Linked DNA regions of Callithrix jacchus: region 2 is linked to region 1. Evidence: chromatin contacts called from public Hi-C data. All regions are on one chromosome and are shown on one strand. Each heading gives the region's core, a stretch centred on a gene start, on an enhancer-like site or on the middle of the called end of the contact. The rest is flanking DNA. Distances are from core to core; before and after follow the strand shown. Region 1 holds the start of SESN2 (sestrin 2). Region 2 holds the start of RCC1 (regulator of chromosome condensation 1).

Region 1 (2,910 bases), core at 399-2,898:
AAGCAAGCTAACAAAAAGCAGGGCACAAACCATGCACCGACCGAGGTAGGACCCCCAGAAACCACGGTGCTCAGAGAAGAGCAGGGATTTCCCTGGGGTCACACAGCACTCCACCAAATCCCACGTCCAGAATACAACCTCCACCGCACTCCAGGCCTGTAAACTAAAGCAACGAGAAGCTCCTAGTGCCAAGCAATCTCCGAAATTATAAGGTCAAAGAATGCTGCTATTCAGTGGAGTTAATGAATAAAGCCTCTCTCTAAGCCCATCGTGGGCCTCAATGGTCTCATCCCGTAAAATGGGGCTATAACGTAGGTTGTATTTTACTGGTTTAGTCCTGAGAACTCAGGTTAAAGGCGAAAAAACCTTAGAGCCTGGTATCTAGTAGATGCATAATAAATGATAAGATGTCCATCATCGCTGCTGCTGGTGGTGGAGTGCGAACAGTCAGTATGGTTAGGTCCAGCCTAACTCCGGGTCTCCCTGCAGAGTCCCTCCGGGCTATGCTGGGGTGCGGCGAGGGGGTGTGGGGACGGCGCGAAGAGAGGACGGGGAGGAATTTCTGGAAAACAAACTTCTGGGGCCTCAGACCACTTACTTAGCAGAGCGCAGCCTAACCCGCGCTTCGCTTCGGGAGCCGCGACCGGGATTGTCCCTTCTCTCTCCACCTTTGGCTGCCGCCGCCGCGTACTGGGCGGCCCGCCAAGCCCCCAGAGCCCCCGCGCCCTCCCTCCAAAGCAGGGGTGCGGGGGGCAGGGGATGAGGTCGACTTTCGCTGGCCAGTCCCGGCGCTAGGGGACAGGAGCCGGGACGCACCCCAGAAAGGGTCCTCAGCCCGCCGGCTCCCGAGAAGAGGAAGGGACTCCGCGGAAGGGGGCGGGGAGGAGGAGTGGTCGGGCCGCTCCGGTCGGGATTTGCCCGGACTTGAAGACGCTCAGGAGCCCAAAGCCCAGCGAGCCTCGAGAAGGCTTCTCCCTCATTGGCCAGGAGTAGGAGGGAGCCGAGGAGGGCTCCGCTGCCCCGGGGAGGGGGGAGGGGAGAGGAGGGGAAGGGGAGGGGGAGGGGTGCCGAGGGCCGCGGCTGCCAGTTGATGCAACCCCGGTCCCGGGTTACACGCTCGGCTTTCCCTCCGCGAGCCCGGAGCGCACCGACTCAGCTCCGGACAGCCTGCGGCTCAGACGCGGGTCAGCGTTCCAGGGAAGAGGGGCGTCGCGCGGCCGCCGCTTACCTCTCCGGGGCCCGAGCCGCCGACGCCGCCCGGGGCGAACTGCAGGTAGCCCTTGAGCTCCGCGCGGCACTCGGAGTCAGCCACGATCATGGTGCGCGCCAGTACCCGGCCGTGGCTAGCCGATGACCCGTGCACCCCAGCGGGTTTCGGACGGGCGCCCTAAGGGAGCGGGGACTGGGCGCCACCGGGGAGCTTCTAGAATCCTGGGGCGTCTCTCGGGGCTACAGAACGCTCCGGAATCCGAGAACGGCCGCTGTGGTGCTGGACTCTTCCCCCAGTCGGGTTTCGAGAACGGCGAACGGCCTCGGGGGCCTGGGAAGGGCCGCGGCACAGGGGTTTTCACGGCCTCGGAAGTCCACAGGGGCCAGGGCTGCTCGCGGACTCAGCGCTCCTCAGCATCCCCGCCGCGGAACTGCCAGTGCTCGCCGGGCTCTAGACCCCAGCAGCTCAGCCCGCTGCGGTCCCCGGGGGAGGGCGGGGACACAAAAGCCCCGCGGCCCAGCCAATCAGAGGTCTGTTTCCCTGGGGAGGCGGGAAAGACTCCGCCCCCTGGAGTCAATGGCTTCGCCAATCAGCACCGGGGAACGCCCGGAACTCTGGGAGTTGTAGTCCGCCTCGGGCGAATGCTGCAAACTTTTGCAAGACGGTTTAGTCAGATCGCTGGCAATACCAGACGACAGTGACAGCCTGAAGAGTCATTTGGGTTGCGTGGTGAAAAGAGACTTCACTGGGCTAGGACAGACAGCCGAGTGTGAAATCTCTCCTAAATGAATTCTTCATCTTTTCAGTTCCTGGAGGGACTGGTTAGGGTTAGCAGAGGTTTGGCTCCTGTCCTATCCGGTGTTGCTAATTATATAACTGAACCCCAGATATTTAGAGGGTACAACCCTGCTCCCCACTAGCCTCGGGGAAGCTCCAAAGGTGACAGACACAGGTAATTCACATTATTTGTGGAGTCTCAGGAAAAGCCTTCATTCCTTGAAAACCTCAATCCCTATTGCTGAAAGTTTTCTTCCTTCTGCTACCAGTCTTGGCTTCCACCCCTGCCAGCCTCCTCGAAACTTTGTAACAAGGTGTTCTGCTGGATCTATTCTCACATCTCCCTCTGGCCACTCCTTCTCTGACTACTCTTTCACCACCCACTCCCTAAAACGTGGGTGCTTCCCCAGTTTCTGTTTTTATCCCTCTTCCCTCCAGACATTCTCCCTGATCTCATCCACTTCCTGGCCTTCAACTCTCCTTTTGCCAGAAAGTTGCCTCTACCAACACCTCAGCACCTCAAAGCTAAATTCATTTTCTACTCACTTCAAACGGAGCCTCTTCCTTCACAGTTTTCCTTCAGACCTCCTTAAAGTTATTGTTTATTCTAGACAGGGAATCCTGGCAGGGGTGACCGTGGAGAAGACCCCCAATGTCCCCCTCTTGAGACTTCTGAGTCTAGGCTTACAATTCCAAAGATGAAACCGACTTTGTCTCCTGCCTCCAGCGTCTTGGGAGAAGGAAATTAATCTCACCCTCCCCTAAGCTCCCAAGGCACTTGAGCTGGATCTCTTTTAACATGTATCATATTCTACCTTGTTTATTTTTTTTTAAGTAGAGATAGGGTCTCACTATGTTGCCCAGGCTGGTCTCAAACTCCTGAGCTCAAGCCAATCTCTCACTTCAGCCTCCCAGAGTGCTAG
Region 2 (2,824 bases), core at 76-2,575, 250 kb before region 1:
AAGCTGTAAAGGTGAACAACAGAACAGGATTCCTCCTCTGGGAATGTCTTTGAAACAGGAGCCTTGTGAACTCCTAATTCATCTGTCCAGGTTTCACTCTGATGCGCTTTTTGGGGGGAACCTTCCCTGCCTCCTCCACCCCCTCCCTGTTCCTTAGCCTTGCACACAAGACCCTTCGTGACCTAGCTCCTGCTGTATCATCTTGCTACTCTCCTCCTCCGGTCACCTCAAGACCTATGGTAACTGACCACAATAACTATTCCTTCATGCCTTTGCACGTGTTGTCCCTCTGCCTGAATCACCCTAATCCCACTATCCTCAAGCTGCCTGAAAAACCTATTCCTTCAAAACCCCGTTCAAGAGTCACTTCACCTGGAAAGACCTGAGCCTCCTTGGCAGGGTGGGCTTTCCCGTGAGGATTATCATAACATCCCACATACTCAACTTCTGCTAGGGCACACAAGTCACACGTGGATGGAGGAGTTCAGTCAATATCTGATGAATGAATGACTCCCTAGTAGCGTCCGTCGCCCGGGCTCAAGGGCATAGTTCGCTGATCACACTGGACCTTAACTTTGGACCCACATGAGGTCTCTCCAAGGAACCCCAGAGCTCGGTAAGGAGGGCGACGGGAGCCCGCCCTTGTCACTACTGTCCCCCAGCCCCGCAAGAACAGCACGGAATAGATGGCCAACAAATAATTTGCTTGACAGACTGAGCTGCTGCAGAGTTCGAGACACACGGCTCCCAAGGGTCCACAGCGGTGCCCGCCGACGCTGGGGCTTCTCTCGCCGCAGCACCACCCAACCTCTTCCGGGCAGGGCGCCCTCCCCGCTTTGCAAACCGCCTTCTTCAAGCGCATGCCAGACAAAACCACCCTCCTCGCGGAAGAGACGCAGCCCCTGCCCGAGCGGCCGCGCGCACCCGGACCACCGCGCTCGCGCCGTTTGAATCTCCCGCCTGCGCGGGCGCCGCGGCGCGGGCGTGAGAGGCGCGGCGGCGGAGGGGCAGTGCGGCCCTGGCTCCGCGAGGCGGAGCCCAGCGGCCGTCCGAGCGTCCCGCGGGGCCAAGGAATCGTGAGCCCGCACCGCGCCTTCCAGCAGCCGGGCTTCACGTGGGGCCGGCGCCGCGCGACAGGGCCTAGAGCGGGCAGCGACCTAGTCCCGCGTGGACCAGCCCGTGCTTCGCCTGCGGCCGCCCCACGCGCCACCCTCCGCCCGGACCCTCCGCGGGTCCGTAGCGAGACCTACCTCGTTGCACGTCGGCCCCAAGGAACTCCAGCGCTCCCCGCCCGGCCCGAACTGCCCCAGAGCATGCGCTCTGCAGGCCTCTGGCCCCGACCCGGGCGAGAAAGGAAAACAAAGAGCCCGGCGGCCCCTGGCGGCCATCCCGCGATCTGCATGTGGCGCGCTCCCGGGCTCGGGGAGCTCTTGGGCAGGCTGGCTCCCCTGGCCCGGGTTCCAGTGGGTGTGTATTTTGGAAACCCCAAATCGGGACAAGCGGGGTAACAACCCAAAAAACTTCTTGAATTCGTGTCTGTTTAGGAAAATCTGGTGCGGTAGGGTCTGTAAGAAGAAAAAAGATACTCATCTTCCCTACCCTCAAGAGGGTGTCCATGGAGAAGGATGAGAAATCTATCAACAACCACACAGCGCTATGACACGGATACCCACAGGGGCATGTGACTCAGCCTGGGGCTTAAAAACGGCTTTCCAAGTTAAGTCTAGGAGGGCTTGTTCCCTCTATCCTGAGGTCGTGGGGAAATATGGGGATTTGGGCACGGGAATGGCATGACCAGATTTTTTTCCCCGTGGGTATGTGCCCATGTCTTAACAAGGTTTGAGGGAGGCACATCTCACATGTATATGAACACCCAGTCTTTTTTTTTTTTTGAGACGGAGTCTTCCTGTGTCGCCCAGGCTGGAGCAGTGGCAGCGATTTTGGCTCACTGCAACCTCCACCTCCCAGGTCCAAGCGATTCTCCTGTCTCAGCCTCCCGAGTAGCTGGGACTACAGGTGCGCTCCACCATGCCCAGCCAATTTTTGTATTTTTATTAGAGACGGGGTTTCGCCTTGTTGGCCAGGCTGAATTTCTTCTATTCAGAGCCTGCCACAAAGCACTCCCCATGTTGTCAGGGTATCTTACCTCTCCAAGTGTGTCTCTGCCTCCATCATGGACTCCTTTTTTGGATGATGTACAGTGAAATCTCTCCAACTTTTAACCCTGGGATCTTTAATCTCTCTCTGCTGTCTTCCTCCAAGATCTTACGCATTCATGTAGCTTCATGTAATAATAATAAGTGGATTATTATTACTATTCCCTATTTTGTAAGACCCTTTATTCTGGGTTTTCTTTTTTTTTTTTTTTTGAGACAGTCTTGCTCTGTCGCCCAGGCTGGAGTGCAATCACATGCTCTCGGCTCACCACAACCTCCACCTCCTGGGTTCAAGCAATTCTCATGGCTTAGCCTCCCAAGTAGCTGGGATTACAGATGAGTGCCACCATGCCTGACTAATTTTTGTATTTTTAAGTAGAGAAAGGGTGGGCCGGGCGCGGTGGCTCAAGCCTGTAATCCCAGCACTTTGGGAGGCCGAGGCGGGTGGATCACGAGGTCAAGAGATGGAGACCATTCTGGTCAACATGGTGAAACCCCGTCTCTACTAAAAATACAAAAAATTAGCTGGGCACGGTGGTGTGTGCCTGTAATCCCAGCTACTCAGGAGGCTGAGGCAGAATTGCCTGAACCCAGGAGGCGGAGGTTGCAGTGAGCCAAGATTGCGCCATTGCATTCCAGCCTGGGTAACAAGAGCGAAACTCCGTCTC

The links. Hi-C and Micro-C count contacts between places; a contact is called where the count stands out from the background.
Region 2: a Hi-C map of skeletal muscle shows a contact between it and region 1, with 4 times the contacts expected there. The contact joins the promoter of RCC1 here to the promoter of SESN2 in region 1. A contact is called at or near these places in 2 of 3 Hi-C or Micro-C datasets (both in skeletal muscle).

Annotation. Positions count from the first base shown.
Region 1 is chr7:64,929,201-64,932,110 of calJac240_pri, reverse strand. It overlaps SESN2 (sestrin 2), which reads right to left and starts at 1,648. Exons shown (of 10, transcript XM_002750512.7): 1 at 1,229-1,648. The coding sequence starts at 1,318. LOC144576960 reads left to right here and starts at 1,086. Exons shown (of 3, transcript XM_078330905.1): 1 at 1,086-1,740. The coding sequence starts at 1,351.
Region 2 is chr7:65,179,833-65,182,656 of calJac240_pri, reverse strand. RCC1 (regulator of chromosome condensation 1) reads right to left here and starts at 1,325. Exons shown (of 10, transcript NM_001205208.1): 1 at 1,251-1,325. It also overlaps the pseudogene LOC118143540.